Linked DNA regions of Mus musculus: region 1 is linked to region 2. Evidence: chromatin contacts called from public capture Hi-C data. All regions are on one chromosome and are shown on one strand. The core of a region is the stretch at or near the end of the contact, and the rest is flanking DNA. Distances in the headings are between cores, read along the strand shown.

What was found. Capture Hi-C pulls out chosen DNA fragments and counts their contacts.
Region 1: a contact with region 2 is called in a capture Hi-C map of embryonic stem cells, with 2.9 times the contacts expected there. The contact joins two enhancer-like sites.

Annotation. Positions count from the first base shown.
Region 1 is chr11:20,318,681-20,323,866 of GRCm38.p6, forward strand. It overlaps Slc1a4 (solute carrier family 1 (glutamate/neutral amino acid transporter), member 4), which reads right to left. Exons shown (of 8, transcript NM_018861.3): 2 at 1,512-1,554; 3 at 1-42. Among named protein-coding and RNA genes, the nearest start is that of Slc1a4, 11 kb to the right of the region's middle. Within about 2 kb of position 2,186, at least 4 of the 459 cell types and tissues checked have an H3K27ac peak or open chromatin away from gene starts, as enhancers often do. A contact at or near this core is called in embryonic stem cells, where this site is marked.
Region 2 is chr11:20,057,329-20,062,227 of GRCm38.p6, forward strand. No RefSeq gene overlaps it. Among named protein-coding and RNA genes, the nearest start is that of Gm32080, 20 kb to the left of the region's middle. Within about 2 kb of position 2,598, at least 3 of the 459 cell types and tissues checked have an H3K27ac peak or open chromatin away from gene starts, as enhancers often do. A contact at or near this core is called in embryonic stem cells, where this site is marked.

The DNA of each region.
Region 1 (5,186 bases), core at 936-3,435, 260 kb after region 2:
CGAGCTGGTGTTATGGGTCACCACTGTGTAATCGGTTGCAGACTAATAAAGAGGAGGAAAACCCATCATTAGTGAACAGGCGTAAAGACCCACCAGAGGCACTAAGGGCATGGCAAGGTCCTGGTCTACTGCTGCTACTATTCGTAGTGGGTGTGCTGAGCAAGCTGCACTTGACTGGCCTGATGCTGACCTCTGCATCCTGCATGAGTTACGTTAACACTCAGGCAGCGAGCCCCTGATAAGCTGTCGGGTTATTTAGGGACCGAGGGAATGGAGAATTTTCATGTGTTCCTTGGGCAATAGGGTAAACTTTTTCCTGCTGACAGTTTGATCCTTCAACAGCTCATGTTTCATATTGTTTAAGAAGTTTGGCACAAATTCCAGAAAGACAAAGTTCATCACATTTCTCTTTTTCATTTATCTATTATGTTCCACAGTGTTCCAGAATGACCTAAGTGTGGCTGCTCTTTGGCGTCTGTTTCTAATCAGGCTTGAGCTGCCCACCTCCAGAGAAAGGGGCATGAGGTAAGGCAGTGTCTTTGGCCAAGTTTCCCAGACCTTGGTCCTACTGTGAGTTGGGAAGACACACACCTTTTCATGGTGTGCAATGCATCTCTCTCTCCGCCCCGCTACGGTGGTCTCGTGGCTACAGAACTGCCAGACACCCAGAGAGCTATAGACCTGAGCGCCTGCTTGAGACCATGTTTCAAAAGCTTTGATTTCTCTCTGCTTTATCATAGTTTCAGAGAGGCAGATGTACTCAGCTGCCCCGTGATTGGGGTGGCAGGGAGACCAACCCCACCCATCCCTTCTGTGACAAACACCCAAAGCTCTAAATGGTTTGTTGTTTTTTTTTTTTTAACTTCACATTATATATACAAGTTATCCACCCCCACTTTTAGCAAAATGTACATACTACCTTTATAGTCAGAATAAAAGTATGATTTCTGAAAAATCTATAATGTTTCAAACAGTCTCCAGATAATGGTTTGAAGGCATTTTCTAAGTGATACAAAGGATCTTGGGGCACCCTTTCTACATCCTACAGGGTTTTGTTGTTGTTTCAAATCTCCTTCTACAAAAACTGACCCTAGTGTTACTAAGTTTTGTTTATAACAGGATCCCTCTGGATTGCTCTGGCATATCTAAAAACAAATGCTCCTCTGACCTCCCCCTCCATCTTCCTCATGGAGGTCCCCCTCCCCCCAACTCTCATATTCTCACTGTTAATGAAGCTCCTCTCCAGGTTTCAAAGGGAAGCCTCTCTTTTCCTCCATGACCCCGTCAGTCATTTGACCCAAACATATACCGACCATTTTCTGCTCTCCCTCCGGCTTCGAGGCCTGATGATGATTTCAGGGTCATTTCTCCTAATAAGCCTCATTCGTGAAGGGTTTGGGGAGGGACTACCCTAGGATCCCTCTTTCCTGTACTTTACCAAACTCTGGTGCATTAATTTATACACTTCCTCCACCAAGGTTTCATATAATCGACAAAGTATCAAACCTTACCGTAGTGAATGCGGCAACCACAAGATTGGAAGGGAACAGGTTTCTATGGAAAAAGAAAGCAAGCGTTTTGTCAGGGTCGTGGGTTTTAAGCCCAGCTCACTCTTTAAACATTTAAACAGCCTTGAAACTCACTGTGTAGCAGAGACAATGTTAAACTGTGGATCCTCCTATGCATCACCAGCTGTTTTGCTTGTTTGTTTTAAGATGTACTTTTATTATTTAATTGTGTATGTGTGTGTGCGCACTTACATGTGTACAGACATACCAATGACAGTTGAGTCATCTGATGTGGGTGCTGGGAACTGCGGGATAGTCCTCTGCAAGAGTGGCAAGCACTCCAACTGTTGAGCCATTTCTCCAGCCTCAGCAATTGTTATTTAGTTAATGCTGAAGCAAGTCCCAGCTGACTTTAAACCCTTCATCTTCCTCCCACTGCTCCCGGAGTGCTGGAATTATAGGCGTACATCACCGCACCTGTTTAACCAACAGGCCTGGTTTGTTTTACAATAATTGAGATCCATTTATAGAATTGAGAGATCTTGGAAGGGAGGGTACCAGCGTCCAGAAATTCATCCTGGCAAGTTCAACAAAATCCTATACAACTAACTGTCTCAAAGCCTGTAGAGTCCCCAGTGTTCAGCATGACAATAGCTTCATTTAAACCTGCCTGCCTGAGCCTGGACTAACTCCAACCAAGAGATTTTGTTTTTCCTTTCACACCTTGGACGCACCTTCCAGGAATACAGCTACTATGTAAATTATGGGATAACAGTTTGTTTTGTTTTGAAAGTTTCCAGGAACTACTCATCTTGCTAAGAAATTGAAGCCCTTCCTTTTGCACTGAGCTGGACTCAGTCTGCACTCAGCTGGCTCCTTAGCAGGGGTTTCTCCTTCCCTCCTTGTGCACCACCATTACTAGTCAGCAGCAATTCTAAACCAGAAATAAGGATCCAACCTCTTTTAGAGAATTTACATATTTTTAAAGACTTATTTACTTATTTGTGTGTGTGTGTGTGTACATGGATGCATGTGTTTGTACAAATGGACACTGTGTGGTTATGCACGAAGTCAGACATCCACTACCTTATTTTTGAAAGATTAAGTTTCCCACTGCCTTGGGAGCAAGCCAACCCCAGCAATCCCATCTCTCCTCCTCCTCCTCCTCCTCTTCCTCCTCCTCCTCAGAGCTGGGGTTAGAGGCTTATGTAGGATGCCTGGTTTTCCATGGGTGCTGAGAGCCTCAGGATGTGCAGTCACTTTAACCACTGCCCATGGATAGAGCCCTGCATTTATAGATTAAAGCACATTTTTGGAAGACTGGAGAGGTGGCTTAGCAGTTAGGAGCACTGGCTGCTCTTCCAAAGGACCCACATTTAATTCTCAGCACCTACATGGCAGTTCACAACCTTCTGTAACTCACACATGTGGTGCATAGATACATCAGTACACATATGCAAAGCATTAATACACATAAAATAAACACATCTTATTATAATATTTCCCTTTTTTCCTTTTATATTAATAAAGTCATTGTGATGTCCTGAAATACACGTATAGGAATGGATTTTATGTTTGGATGAAAGCACTTGTTTTGTTTTGTTTAAAGACAATAGGGGTTGGGAAAACTGGCTCAGTTAGTAAAGTGCTTTTGGCTCAAGCATGAGGACCTAAAATAAATTCCATGGAAAGCCAGAAGCAGGAATGTGAGTCTAAAATCCCAGTGCTGGGAATCCCAAGACTGAAGGAGATGGGCGTGTAGTGCTCAGCCCTTCGGAGGCAGAGGCAGGTGGATCTCTGTGAGCTAGAGGCCAGCCCAGTCTACAGATCTAGTTCCAGCACAGCCAGGGATACACAGAGGGACCCTGTCTCAAGACAGACAGACAGACAGACAGACAAGCAAGCAAATGGAACATGATTGTGGAGGAAGATGCCTAGCATTGATCTCTGGGGTTCATGTACTGCACATGCAAGCACCACACACACACACACACACACACACACACACACACACACACACAGAGCGAGAGCGAGTGAGTGAGAGAGAGAGAGACAGAGAGACAGAGACAGAAGAGAGATTAAACAAACAAATAACTAAAAAAAAATGAGTTTTCAGAAAACCAACCAAGTCCAAAACCTATTCTTTTTTTTTTTTTTTTTTTTTTTTTTGAGACAATTTACTATATAAACTAGGCTAACCTTGAAATCACAGAGATCCACCTGCCTCTTTCTCCCAAGTGCTGGGAATATCCTTTTTGGAGCAAGGCTCTGTGTAGAATGCTGGTCTTGACATATAAACTACCATATTCCAGCTATACACTTCCAGCAGGAACAACAAATTGGAAGAATAAAAGACCCTGTGCTGGCGGCCTTCCCACCAATTCCTGCTCCTGTGGGCAAGCTGAGCTGCAGAATTAATTACGAACTGCGAGGGATCTGGGAACACTGGGAGATGAGCCTCTGGCCATTCCTGTCAGGGATTATCTTAATTTGGCTAACTGAGGTGGGAAGACACAGACTAAAAGTTGGTAGAACCATTCCCTGGGCTTGGGTTTCTGGGGTGAGTAGGAAGAGAAAGTGAGTTTCACACATTCCTATGCCACTCTGTCTTCTGATGTGGCTGCCCTGTGACCAGCTGCTTCAAGCTCCTGTCACCTTGTCGGACTATACCTTGTCTGCGACCCAAATAAACCCTTTCTCCCATAAGTTTCTTTTTGTTAGGGTATTTTATCACAGCAACAGGAAAAGAAGGTCAGACAGGCTGTTCAACCAGCAAAGAAACCTACAAACACACATGCACACATGCAGAATATGTGGTGCTGGGGCTCTGAGGTAGGCAGGTGTGATGACCCAGTGGTGGGCAATCTGATAGCCTCCTGGTGTTCATTACTACACAATCCACTTTCCTTGAGGTGATGGAGTCTATGACTTGCTCAAAATCGGTACAACGCACCGAAAGCAATGAATGGGTCATTCCTTCCGAGGTTTGGTCACCTAAAATTGTAGCATTCTGTCTAGTTAGCACACTCTCCTGTCGGTCTTTCTGGGCTTACACACTTGGATAAAGGAAGCAGCTATTCTAGAAAGCTCCACTTGATGAGGAACTGAGGTTGGCCTCCAGTCAACAGCGGAGTAGGAACCATGGCTCCAAGTCAAAACCTCAGCAAGCTACATTCTGCCAATAGCCACATGACCTCCAAAGTCTTCCCTCGATGACCTTTCAGATGAGAGCTAGCGGATGCCTTGACTGCTGTCCTCTAACAGATAGAAGCTGAACGCCAAGAATCCCACCCCCGCAGATCTCTGGGATTATACCTACGTGGGAGTTTAAGCTGCTGTACTGCAGCTATTTGTTACTAGATAGCTAAGACACAAGTCAACAATCTAAATGAGATGAAGATCAAACCGGAACCTTGTTTAGGACTCTCACTGTGCTCCCAGCAGACAGCCAGCGTTCACAGCCTCCACACACTCACTGGTCTATGAAACCTGAATTGCTTTTGGCATCCTTAAGAACAACCAGCAAGTGTACACCTGCACGAGAGCAGAAAACAGGGATGCTTCGCTGAACTAACTGTTGACGATCATGAGAAGTTCTTATCATAGGCACATTTTCTTTAAACAAGCAGATGTGGGCTGCGGATGAAGCTCAGCTGATTGCATGTGTGAAATGGATTT
Region 2 (4,899 bases), core at 1,348-3,847:
CATAAGGAGGTTTTTCTTATTATTCCCTTAACAATGCACTAGGATTTTCAAAGGATTTTCAGCACATTTGTGCAGTTATGTGGGTGCAGATACTACAATATTTATGTAACAGGTTGAGCATCAGCAGGTATGGAGCTAACTACTGACATATGGGCAACCCATTAGTGACTAGGGGGAACACCCCTGAAGAAAACTGACCCTCCCTCTTCCAGCAGCCATCAATTTCAACAGTTCTTCAGCTAGGGGTGGGGCCTTCTGAGCCCCGCCCCATCCATGCTGGAATGCTGGCAGGCCTGATCTTGTGCAGGTTAGCACACACACACTGCCAGGGCTGTGCACGTAATGAAGGTGCTCCACCACTGCACTGGCTGCACCTCCACCCACTTTGAATACTAAGCTGTGTGGGCATGATGCTAACTGGTTTTTTTATTTTTTATATTTTTTTTGAGATAGAGCCTAACATTGTGGTCCCAGCTAGCCTTGCCCTCACATCAATCCTCCTGCCTCAACGTTCTCAGTGTTAGGATTACAGGTGGGAGTCACCACAGCTGGCCAACATGGAATGGAACTTTTACTTTTGAGGACTGGGGACTGAACTCAGGGCTTCGTGGTTCCTAAGCAAGACTCTGTCGGTAGGCTACAGATCAGTCCAAGCATGAAAATTTAACTTGAGAAGTATCTGCCTCAATTCCAACTCAACTGCCAAAATAATATCACAAGTGAGGCAGGAAAGCACAGAAAATAGTTTAGCAACTGGGGCTCCACTTGGCTTGGGCTATGCACATACCATTCTTCTAACAATGCACGTGACAGAGTGAACCTCTATCTGCACGTACTATGTTCACTCATCCCATTCCAATGTATCAACCTCTTAGCAAACTAAGACCTCCACACACCTACATCAAGCTCTACATTCCCCCACTGAGCTTAGATACATTACATCTAAGCATATACCCAATATATTTGGGTCTGAGGGCCAATCTGACCTGAGTTGGCTTGGACAGTAAGGCAGGCTGTGAATGTTCAGGGAGAATCTCATTTACCATTAGACACCGTTGTGTAATTGGGCACTCAGGGTTTAAATTAGGTACATTATGGGAAGGGACAAGCATAATAAAGTCATGACTTAATCTGTTAAGGTAGAAAGCCATCCTAACTATGTCGTGACAACCAAACTTTTCTTGAGCCCAGAGAAGGAAGCCCCAAATACTTGGGGAGCAAAGTACTTTGTCATGTATGTGCATTGTGATCTATACTTTGCTTTAAATAAAGTAGGTGGGGCTTAAAGAGCATCCTAGTAGGACCTAGGGAGTCAGTACAGCCAAGGGAACATAAACTATGTAGGTCCAGCTCAAGAGGTTTCAGAGGAAAAGAAATATATATATATATATATATATATATAAGGATTTTTTATATATATATTAAATATTAAAATATATATATTAGGTTTTCTGAGACGGGGTCTTTCTGTGTAGCCCGGGCTGTCCTTGAACTCAGAGATCTGCCTGCCTTTGCCTCCTAAGTGCTAGGACTAAAGACATGAGCTACAATCACCTTTAGGAAGCAATATTATTATTAGCAGCTTGGCCACAAACCATCCTTGTGATGTTTGATAAAGAATGAGTCTGTCTGAGGCCCAAGTGACAAGTGTTGGATTACTATCACTGGCGGAGGAACATTTAGGGCAGCCTAGTAACACTCCCTGTGTCCCATGGTTACTAGCGATCACTCCTCTGCTCCTCTGCAGTTCCACGTGGAGTCCGACGAGAAAACAGGAGAACTGGAATACGGATTGAGAGTGGTGACCTCAGGGCAAGACCCCATCCAGCTAGGCTTCCAAACTGTGGGAAGTGAAGCTTACGCAGCAAAGGGAACTACCAACACATCAGAGCTTATGCGAACCCGAGTCTCAGAGGGGGCCATGCTCCACGCATGCAGCAGAACTTGGCAGCTTTGGCCACACTGTTTCTGGATTTAAGAATACAGGAGGAAAGTTGTGGAATCTTACTTTGTGGTTGAAAGACACTGAAGCCAGGCATGTGGCAGGGGAGCTCCTTTATGGAGGGAGGGACTTCACTGCGTGAAGATGTGAAGATGAAGCTATTGTGTTGGATTGTGTTGGAAGCTCAGGATGCTGAGAGATGCCAGAGTTGTGGGATACCTGCAAAGGAGAGCTGCAGACAGGGTGTGGAACCAACCAACCCAAGAGAAGTATGTTATACACCATCAGGAAAGCTGGAAGGGAAAAGCCATCTAATAAGCACCTTAACACCAGATATGGGGTTAATGAATTGGCATTTGCTTGACTGGGCTTTGTTCTTGCTTTGCCCAATTATTTCCTCACTATGTTCCCTTTCCTCCCTCTTGGAATGATAATGTATATTCTGTGTGTATGCTGGAAGTATGTAATCTGCTTTCTGAGTCTGATTTTACAGGGGGTTATAATTAGAAGGAAGATTGCCTTGTTGAGGCTGTGACAGACTATGGGGACTTGAAGTTGGACTGAATGCATTTTGCATTGACACAGCCACAGGCAAGCCTATGGAGGCCAGGGAGTGGAATGTGGTGATCTGAATGAGAATGGGCCCCAGAGACTCATAGAGCTGAAGAAATCACCAATTAGTGGTACTGTTTGGGAAGGATTAGGAAGCATGGCCTTACTGGAGATGGTGTGTTACTTGGGGAGGGCTTTGAGGTTTCAGAAACCCAGACCAGGACGTTTTCCTCCACCTGCCTGTAGCTCAGGATATAAGCTCTCAGCCCCATGCCTGCCTGCTCCAACACTTCCTCCTACCACGATGTTACGGACTAACCTCCTGAAACCAGGCAAACTCCCAATTAAATGCCTTCCTTTGTAAGCATTGCTTTGGTCGTATTGTCTCTGTACAGCAACAGAACCTAAGACCTTGTGTTGCAGGATTTTCCCTGTCCAATTACATTAGTGCAGAGGAGACCTGTGATTGGATAGGGAAAAGGAGGCAGAGCTACGAGTGGAGGACAGAGTGCATCTCGGGGAAGGGGGAAAAGGAAGATGGTGGAAGAATCAGCATGGCTATGACCAGCCACAGGTTGTTATGCTATCATAAAGGTTAGAATATTGGGATAATTTGTCTTGTCTAGGTGGGCAGCTTTTATCATTATCAATTGGGCCTGAGATTATTATATTGGCATCTTGTGTATTGAGAATTTACTGATATATAAATCTGACTGGTTAACTATAAGCATTGAGTCTTGTTTTTACCGGGTTACTGGGTATTGTGTTATCAAACCATGAGAATGGTGGATCTATTTGGTTATTGGCATGTGGGGCAAAACCAGCGGGTTTCCTCCAGGACTTAAGTGTTCACTAGAGTGGGAACATGGCTTGGAGGGGCCGGAGAGTTGGCAGGTTCATCTTTTAATATTTCCCACAACAACCTTGTCTTAAAAATAAATTAAAATTAGCAAGATTTAGTGAACTCAGTTTTACAGCAAAGTTTATGGGTGGAGGAAAAAACAAAAAACAAAAAAACGGAGTAGAGCAACACTACAAACATGCAGGACTGTGCTATCGCCTAGGGACCATACAGACCACCCAGTGTTTTGGCAACAAAGAGACTATGTAGTGCACCAGATGCAACCTTCAGGATGTCCTGAGGGACTCTGCCCATGGAAGGACACTGAAACTTGAGCAAACAATTTATAAAAAGACAAACCCATTCTCTAGCTCTCATTCTCAAGGCCAATGGAAACACAAGAAAAGGCCTCTTAACTAACTTTTTCTCTTGCTTTGATTACTTTGCCAAAAACCAAAAAACAAAACTCATGTACCCACGCAAGAGACAATTTAGTAGCTGAGAGCACTGACTGCTCTTTCCGAGGACCAGGGCTCAATTCCCAGCACCTATGTGTATGTGGTGGCTCACAACTACTTGTAACTCCAGTCTCAAGGAGATCTGTTATCCTCTTCTGGTCTCCGAATGCACTGTACACACATAGTGCACAGACAAACATGCAGCCAAAATTCCCATAGAAAATAAAGAAGGAAAATTAAAAACAAAACAATATGCCTAAGATCTTTGTGCAGACCAGTCCCAATGTCCATAAAGAGTCATGTTACATAGAAGTCTATCTAGAATTGATTTTGTAAAAGTACCTGTAATCTCTTAGGAAATAAACAATCTCTTAGAAGAAAATAAAATTCTAATGTAGCTCTAGTTCACTTTCTTTTCTTTCTCTTTCTTTCTTTCTTTCCTTCCTTCCTTCCTTCCTTCCTTCCTTCCTTTCTTTCTTTCTTTCTTTCTTTCTTTCTTTCTTTCTTTCTTTCTTTCTTTTTCCTAGACAGTGTTTCTCTGTATAGCCCTGGCTGTCCTGGAACTCACTTTGTAGACCAGGCTGACCTCGAACTCAGAAATCCGCCTGCCTCTGCCTCCCATGTGCTGGGATTAAAGGCGTGTGCCACCACGCCCGGCTTCTAGTTCACTTTCTTGTATCTAAAAACTCTACTAGAAGGGATGGGTATGGTGGTGTAAACCTTTAATCCCAGAGTGGCAGAGGCAGAGGGGCAGAGGCAGGTAGATCTCTGTTTGAGGCTAGCCAGGACTAGACAGAGAGAGCCTGTTTCACAAAAATGCCAAAAATAAATGGCTAGGTTATAATAGTAAGTAAACCTCAGTAGAAATAGTTTTGTCACAACAAACACTAAACCAGAGCTCGGCACTGGTGTGCACACCTCACCCCAGCATTTTGGAAGGCAGAGGCAGGAGAATCAGGAGTTCAAGTCCTCCTTGGCTACACAGCTACAGTTCCAGATCAACCTGGCTATGACACCTGTTTCTTCTGTCTACTCCACATAAGATAAACAACAGCAAAAGAACCTTGAATGACCTTGAACTAACTGGGTTCAAAACACATCTTGCA